Regions from separate parts of the Sus scrofa genome. Here regions 1 and 2 are each linked to region 3. A link is a contact called in public Hi-C and promoter capture Hi-C data. All regions are on one chromosome and are shown on one strand. Each heading gives the region's core, a stretch centred on a gene start, on an enhancer-like site or on the middle of the called end of the contact. The rest is flanking DNA. Distances are from core to core; before and after follow the strand shown.

Region 1 (2,700 bases), core at 133-2,632, 87 kb after region 3:
GGCCCAGCTGATAAATAGGAATCAGATATTATGAGCCCATTTGACAGATGGAGAAACTAAGCCTCAGGTCTTCCCTCTGTGTATGTTACATTAATGGAATCTAGACCCTCTGAGACCCACCTAAGTGTGTACCCCTAGGGTACACTCGCTCTTTCAGAGGTAGTTAAGGACCCAGGAAGATGTGTAATTGACCGGGTTGTAGGTAAAAAAGAATTCTGGCCGAAACTATCCTGGGATTTCCTGATACCACCCCAGGGTCCTTCCTCATCTTCCAATGAAAAGTGACGGTCCTTTGAGGACCATCTGGTGCTTCAGGGTCAAGAACAAAGCCTGGGCAGAGTTTCTCACCTTTAGCACCGTTGGCATTCTGGGGCACATGATTCCTCATTGTGGAGGCTGTTTTGCATGTTGTAGGATGGTTGGTAACATATCTGGCTGTCCCCACTAGATGCCAGTTATCTACTACCCCGCCCCACTGTAACAACCAAAGACACTTCAGATGTTGCCTAGGGTTCCAGAGAGGACAACCCCTGCCCCCGCCACTCCCCACTGCCAGTAGTGATAATAAAATCATTTGCAGACTTTGCCAAACATCCCCTGGATTGAGAGAGGCAAAAATCACCCCCATAGGAAACCGCTGCTCAGGACTGGCACATACACACTACTATATACAGATCGATAAGTAACAAAGACCTACTGTATAGCACAGGGAACTCCAAATACTCTGTGATGGCATTTATGGGAAACGAAGCTGAAAAGGAGGAGTTTCCATTGTGGCTCAGCAGTTAACGAACCCGACTAGCATCCATGAGGTTGTGGGTTTGATCCCTGGCCTCACCCAGTGGGTTAAGGATCTGGCATTGCCATGAGCTGTGGTGTAGGTCACAGAGGCAGCTCGGATCCCATGTTGCTGTGGCTCTGGTGTAGGCCGGTGGCTACAGCTCCAATTGGATCCCTAGCCTGGGAACCTCCATATGCCATAGATGTGGGCCTAAGAGACAAAAAAAAAAAAATCTGAAAAGGAACAGATATATGTATATGTGTAACTGATTCACTTTGCTGTACACCTGAAACCAAGATAACACTGTAATGAATCAACCCTATTCCAATAAATATGAAAAGATAAAAATTTTAAAAAAATAGAAATTAAAAAAAAAGAAAGAAAACCCCTGCTCTAAGTCCCCTCAACCCAGCAAGAACTTTTATTTTGCATGCAAAAAGACTGACATATAAGATGTTCAGAGGAAACATTAGCAAGGACTGGCAGAAGGGATGTCATAAGCTGTCAAAATGTTTTGGCACAACAAGACCCTCGGGCTTAAAGCCCGGAGTATTTGGTAACATTGCAACCCATGAATCAACCCAGCCAGATCACTGGCTTCTCTGAGTTGCTTTCTCCTTTCTGGGCTCTGCCCCTTGTGGCCAAATGCCGCATGAGACGTGCTTGAATGAAAGGCGAATAAGAGAAGGCAGGGTGACACTGAATACGTGAGCAGCCCTTCCCTCCATGAGGAAGAGAAAAGCACAGCGTGGTCTGGACTGCATTGTAAAGTCCCAGGGATGTTTGGCCACTCTTTTTTATTTCTGTGTATACTTATTCATAAACTACCCCCATTACCCCATTACCCAACCTAGAGTTTGGTGTGAAAGTATTTGCATCTGATGCCAGCATCTGAGAACACAGGCAAGAACTTGAAAGCAGTCCTATGGTCGTCCAGGAGCAACAGAAATGCTGTTCAGTTTCAGGGTGTAAAGACTGTCTAGGAAGTAATGTTCATAAAAGAATTCAGAAGGAAAAAAAAAAATCTGAAAGGGGGGAATTAGAATTAAGAGGAGAATTGCAATTCCTGAGACCCCACCAGATAGGGCCACAGTCCATTTTGTGGCCTTCGGTCTGGTTTCTGGTTTCTTGGAACTGTTATCCATTCAGTCCTGTGCCAGTGGCATTGACCATGCCGTAACAATCTCTCCCCAGCACCTCCTCCCCAGGGTGGTACAGAATGCCACTCTGAATGGTATGCCAGGTTCTTTTGCAAGCACTTGGCATCCTTTGGGCTCTGCCTGTTCCAACCCTCCCACCTCCATCTCTTTCCCAGGCTCCCATCCACACCCTTTGACCTTAACCCTTCCCAGACTGCGAGACACTTGGAGGAACTTCGGAGCAGCCCAGGGAATGGGGAAAGATAGACCCATAGAGCACGCTTTGAAGTGAGTCGAAAACGCTAGGCCGAGAATCGTTTCACCCACCATGCTTGCCTGCCAGCGTCCTTCACATTCTTATCATTTGAGCTTTTGCACTGATTGAAATATGGCATTGTTCAAAACCTACGCATTTACCTAAGAGGGGTAAGACCTTAATTTATGGATAAGAATTTGTTAATCGGATTCAGATTGATTGTTGGTGCTTCTTTAAGAGGGCCTTGGAATTGGGACATGGGACAGGTTAATTTTCATTGGAGAGGAAAGACTGAAGTGATTGAGGTATTGGTATTCAGCTCCAGACCTGCACGGTCCAATACTCTGCCCACAGGCCACATGTGGCTATTTTAATGTAAATTCTTTAAAATTAAATAATATTAAAAAGTCAATTCCTTGGCATTCCTGTCATGGCTCAGCAGTTAACAAACCCAACTAGCACCATGAGGTTGCGGGTTCAATGCCTGGCCTCAGTCAGTGGGTTAAGGATCCGATGTTGGCGTG
Region 2 (2,796 bases), core at 25-2,524, 110 kb after region 3:
TGGCTACTTCACAGGAGCCATTACTGAACCAGGAGCCCCAGTATAAGAGAGGCACTTGTTGGCATCTGTGTACCCCGAGCCTCTGTTTTCACTAAGATTTCTATTTTCTAGCATGTCTCAAACAGAGTAGTAGCAGGTGGAGAAGGCTTCAAGAAGTCGTTGGTGAGGTGGTGTCCAGCTGGCGCTGGGAGCTCCACCGTCTGGCCAGGAGACATGGACAGAGCCTAGTCTTTTCAGGGCTCATCAGACAACATTCAGTCACTTCCAAAGTCCCTTGATGGGCAGCCTTGCCCCAGGATGCCCTTCCCGATTTAAAAAAAAAAAAAAACCACATAATTTAAAAGGAAAATGTAAGCCATGTGTTTCCGAGAATTTACAATTACTTCATCAAATCTATTGTTTTCTGAGAGTTGTTTGGAGTCCAGAAAGACTAATGAGGCTTTTCCAAATGTCTAAAATCCTGTTTTTTCTTAGAAGGACATGTAAAAGCTTTGAAAGTTGTTCCAAGGTGTAAAAATAATAATATTAATAATAAAATTCTCAAAACTCTCAACCCCTGCAGATTCAAAATGTGCTTAATACTCCAAACCCAAGGGACTCGACTTTATTACTGGGATTTGTCATTCTTGTTTATGGGGCTTTTCCAAAGGGGAGAAAGAAAACCTGTGAAGGTTCTCAGAGTTCGCTGTGTGGTTCACGGCCATGCCCAGAGACCAGAAGGCTTTCAGAGTCTTCTCAACCTGAGGCGGCAGGGAAAAGGCCCCCTGACCCTTTGGCATCCTTGAGGCCAGGTTGGAGTTCAACGGAACGCACTGACTTCTCAGCCTGGTTTATTTTGGGCTGGTGGATCAAAGTCCTTCCAGAACAGTTTTCTTGTAGGGTGCATAATCTATATCACATTAAATGGATGATCTATTGTTGGGGAACCGTGGGGTGCAAAGGAAACAATTTTTCTTTGGGGTGTGCGTAGAGGCGCCAGCTGCAGTTCAGCTGCCCTTGAATGTTGTCATCTGATGACCTCTGGTGGTGGAAGTCTGCCCAGCATGTGTGCAGCGATGCTTCTGAGCCAAGCCATCCCTTGCTACACTTTCCTACATTCCTTTCCTCCTGTTTTGGTATTCACGTTCAGCAAGGAGCAAGTATCAGTTGCAAACACCCAGAATAAAGTGGTGCATGGGCCTAACGAGACTGTCCGTTGCAAAAAATGTTACCCGGTGTCTTCTCTTTCAGTGAACCTCTGACCCACTGCCTGTGGAAAGAGAAGGGAGCCAACATGAAGGAAAATGTGCCATCCACAGTGGTTTTCATTTTGCTACTTTTTCTCAACATCAGCCTTCTGAATGGTAAGTAAGAGACTGTCCTGTTTTCTTTCATTCCCTGGGCTGTTTCTTGAGAGCTGGGGGGAGAATCCATTACAGTGCAATTAAAAGGAATGAAAATGCCCATGTCATTTACTACTATTAAACTATATAGAATATTTGGGGCATGAAAATGAATGCAAAAATTAATGCAAAAGAAGGAATGCAGTTAATGCAAAATCTCGTCCCTGTGCTCTGGCTGCCATCCTCATTCTGGGAGAGCCGGCAAACAGCTCTGCCAACCACAGACCAGAGTTTCAGTCCAGGTTCTGTCCCTTACCAGCTGTGCAACCTTGAGCCAGTTACTTAACCTCTCTGGATTTACACATTTTCAGGGGAAGGACAGTGATGTTTCATCCACTTCAAAATGAAATAGTGTGTGAGAAACTGTAAAGAGATGTAAGGGGCTGCTGTTTCATGATAGGAGACGAATAGAGCCAACTCTGTTATCTGTGCTAAGGGGGGAAATGAAATCCACAGCTAAACAAGAGTGTGAAGCCTGTGTGTATACATGTCCATGTGTCTACCCCTGCGTATTTCTGGGTGTGTATACTTGTATATACCCAGGTGTGTATTCCCTATATGTGCCTGGTTGCAAATGCTTCTCTGTGCATACCTGTGTGCATGTACATTTGCGGGTGTATGTTTCTATGGATATGTTTGTGTGAGTACCAGTGTGTACTTCTACAAGTGTGTATTTCTGTATATTATTCCTTCGGGGTGTTGGGGTGTGTTTCTGATGTGGGCTCAATTTGAGCATGCATATGTGCCTGTGTGTGCCTCTCTGTGTGTGTGTGTGTGTGTGTGTGTGTGTGTGTACACCTGTGTTTGTGTGCATTTTACAGGGATAGTGGGACAGTCCATTAATAGTAACCATCTCCTCTAAATAGTCCCACTGAATGGAACATTTGACTCATTATAAACTCACAACTTTACCCTCCTCTCAAGATTCCCAGAGGTACCATTAATAAAGCCAGTGAAACAGGAGAGAAATCAGCTTTTGGAGGGAGAAAAAAGAAACACAGAGATCAGTATAACCCATAGGGAAACTTGAAGTACTCAAATAATCAACATCTGCCTTAACCGGCTTCTGAATATGCTCATTATCGAGCCGTAAGGTTTTGTGCTTTTTTAATTTTTATTTATTTATTTTTTTTTTTTGGTCTTTTTGCTATTTCTTTGGGCCGCTCCCGCGGCATATGGAGGTTCCCAGGCTAGGGGTCCAATCGGAGCTGTAGCCATTGGCCTACACCAGAGCCACAGCAACGCGGGATCCGAGCCGCGTCTGCAACCTACACCACAGCTCACGGCAGCGCCGGATCCTTAACCCACTGAGCAAGGGCAGGGACCGAACCCACAACCTCATGGTTCCTAGTCGGATTCGTTAACCACTGCGCCACGATGGGAACTCCTTGTGCTTTTTTTAAAATCAACTTTT
Region 3 (2,702 bases), core at 189-2,688:
AGCGATTTTGTAAGAACCTCCAAGTGGGCCAGTCACCGGCAGCCTCCCCTAAGGAGCAGAGAACTTCTCTTCCTCCAGACACCATTGTGGTGGCCCCCTTTGGTGACCAGAGCCCTGGACAGTTGGATGACATTGAGCACATCCGCTCTGATGAGCCAAACCCCAGTTGCTTCTTTTCTGTCCTGTTTTTCCCTCAAGGATTCAGGGAATTGCTAAACACACCGCACAACCCTGCTGGGTCTCCTCCAGAAAGCTCGGAGCCTTTCTGCAGCAGCATGACTACTCATTGCACCCTGGGGACCCTCTCACGCTGGTGGAGGAGGTGGAAGAGGCATCTCAGCCTTTCCTATGCATGGCTCCTTCCCCACCCAGCCTCGCCAAGGGTGTTCTCACCCAACACTCTGACCGCCAGAGAGAGAACAGTGGGCTCAGAGAGTTTGAGAGAGATGATCTTGAAGCTGGAGCCATTTATTCCAAAGCTGGAGCCATCAGAGAGCCATTTCTTACCCAAGCATTTATTGAGTACCTACTATGTGCCAGGTTCTAGAGCTACCAAGTGGCTGGCTGGTGCTGCTCTCTCTCTCCCTCTCTCTCTCTCTCTCTCTGCAAAACCTGGGGCATCTAGGCAAGACCCTCCCAGCCATTGAGGCTTCTGTGCTGCGGGCAGATGTCCCTTGGCCTTGGCTAGTCCCTGCTGCAAGGGCACTGCCCCCCTGGCTCCCTTCTCCTGGTGGGGGGATCAGAGAAGTTATGAGGATGCAGGCTTTGGAGAATTCCCTCAAGAGTCTCAGTTAGACTGAGACATCCTAAAGTGTGCATGTCTTCCCTCAGCCCCCTTGGTCCGTGGGTGTCTGGTTCCCAGGCCGGCAGACAGCGTGTGAGTGAGAGCCTGGGAGAAAGTGTGACTGCATCTTCATTCCCTTTGTTTTTTTCTCCATTTACTTTCTGCCCTTCACTTCCTGTCCTTTTTATCCTGCCACACTCTGGTCGCCTCTCAGAAAATGCCCCAGCTGGCCCCTGCCCCAGGACGGAGCTCCTGTCTGCCACTGAGCCCTCCGTGGAGCGTGGGCTCCGCTCAGCACTGCTGAATGTGGTAGCAGAACCAGCTGCTCTCTTGGTCTCTTTCAGCCTGTGCTGCACAGGCGTTGATGGACCGCTTCTTCTGCACATGTAAGGGTTAGTCCCCGTTTCCTTCAAAATTAACTCTTACTTTTCTCTGAGAACCTGTTAAAGACTCAGGTCCTCTCCTTCCACCCCCACCACCAGCCAAACCCCACAGACGCACCTGAGCCTCCCCTTGACCCCAAGCTCTGACCCTTGGAACCTGCAGAGGCAAAGTGTGTCCTCCTGTTTTTTCAGCGAGAGGTTGTCCTGCCTGTCCTGTCCCCATAACTGAACAATGATTAACAGCCGTCCATACTTTAATATGCAGATCAATTATTAACAGGGGGGGGTGCCTTTTCCCGGGTTGTAAAAAGATGACTGGTTAGAGTCCCGGCGTTCTCCTTGCCCGGGTAGGAACTGCAGAGAAGAATGTCGTCTCAGGCCACTGGCCCCTAGGATACATGACCACGATGTGGCAGGCTCCAGCCGGGAGTGGGAGCGGGGTGACGCACGGCAGGAAGGCCACCGGTGAGAGACTTTCTGCTTTCCTTGATGGTTTTCATCCTTCGTTTTTCTCTTCTGGGATTGGGCACGGCACGGACAGGAGGCCCTGAATGTGATTAGGTTATCGATGGTTGCACAGAGGTCTTAGGGAAAGGTCCATATTTTAAGAAGAGAAGGGCGAGGAGCTGGCCGTTGAATATAAAGACTTAACGAGAGGCCCACTCTAGACCCAGGTGACCCAGGGAGAGAGGATGAGGCTTGCGTGGGGGTGACGATCCAAAGGGCGGCGTGAGGTCACAGCGGTTTGGTCACGTGACAGATCGGTCCTGGGGGGTGTGGGAAGGGAGAGCAAAAGATGGTGGAGTCCAGGATGCTGGCCAGTGATGGGGAGTCAGGAACATCTTTAGAGCTCACAGGGAGGCAGAGAGGCACAGAGAGGCCAGGCAGTGAACTGCGAGTGCCCAGTGGACGAAGAGAAATCTGGGCAATTTGGGCTGAGGTTGGTTTGCTTGTTTGCTTTTAACAGATGTCATTTTTTAGCGCAATCTTAGGTTTGCAGAAAAAGTGCACAGAGAATGCAGTGAATTCCCATATCCCTCCTCTCCCCTACATACAGATTCCTCTGTTATTAACGTGTTGCCTTCGTGTGGTACATTGATTGCAATGATGAACCGGTGTGGACCTAGGAGTATGAAGAAAGTCGATGGTTTACATTAGGGTTTACTCTTTGTGTGGTGCAGGTCTGTGGGTTTTGACACATGCGTAAAGGTCATGCAGCCCCCATTACAAAGTCGTATGGAATAGTTTCACCCCCCTAAAAAGCCCCTGTGCTCACCTTCTCATCCCTTCCTCCTTTCTCCCGAACCCCTGGCAACCAGTGTTATACTGTCTCTATGGTTTAGCCTTTTCCACATATCATTTCCTCATATTGTTGGAATCACACTGGATGTAGTGTTTTCAGATTGGCTTCTTTCTCTTTGCAATATGCTTTTAAGATTCCTCCATGTCTTTTTGTGCTTTGATTGCTCCTTTTTTTTTTTTTTTTTTGCTTTTTAGGGCCCCATCCATGGCTTATGGAGGTTCCCAGGCTAGGG

Evidence for each region. Promoter capture Hi-C pulls out the DNA fragments that hold promoters and counts their contacts. Hi-C and Micro-C count contacts between places; a contact is called where the count stands out from the background.
Region 1: a Hi-C map of liver shows a contact between it and region 3, with 4 times the contacts expected there. The contact joins two enhancer-like sites. A contact is called at or near these places in 4 of 47 Hi-C or Micro-C datasets (embryonic fibroblasts, fetal liver, liver and 1 more).
Region 2: a contact with region 3 is called in a promoter capture Hi-C map of fetal liver, with 2.2 times the contacts expected there. The contact joins the promoter of PRLR here to the enhancer-like site in region 3. A contact is called at or near these places in 3 of 5 promoter capture datasets (fetal liver, fetal skeletal muscle and liver), 13 of 47 Hi-C or Micro-C datasets (alveolar macrophages, embryonic fibroblasts, fetal heart ventricle and 7 more) and 1 of 2 datasets of contacts at active chromatin or transcription factors (skeletal muscle).

The regions. Positions count from the first base shown.
Region 1 is chr16:20,679,428-20,682,127 of Sscrofa11.1, reverse strand. No RefSeq gene overlaps it. Among named protein-coding and RNA genes, the nearest start is that of PRLR, 25 kb to the right of the region's middle. Within about 2 kb of position 1,382, at least 3 of the 83 cell types and tissues checked have an H3K27ac peak or open chromatin away from gene starts, as enhancers often do. A contact at or near this core is called in liver, where this site is marked.
Region 2 is chr16:20,654,359-20,657,154 of Sscrofa11.1, reverse strand. It overlaps PRLR (prolactin receptor), which reads left to right and starts at 1,274. Exons shown (of 9, transcript NM_001001868.1): 1 at 1,274-1,343. The coding sequence starts at 1,274.
Region 3 is chr16:20,766,892-20,769,593 of Sscrofa11.1, reverse strand. No RefSeq gene overlaps it. Among named protein-coding and RNA genes, the nearest start is that of PRLR, 110 kb to the right of the region's middle. Within about 2 kb of position 1,438, at least 9 of the 83 cell types and tissues checked have an H3K27ac peak or open chromatin away from gene starts, as enhancers often do. A contact at or near this core is called in fetal liver and liver, where this site is marked.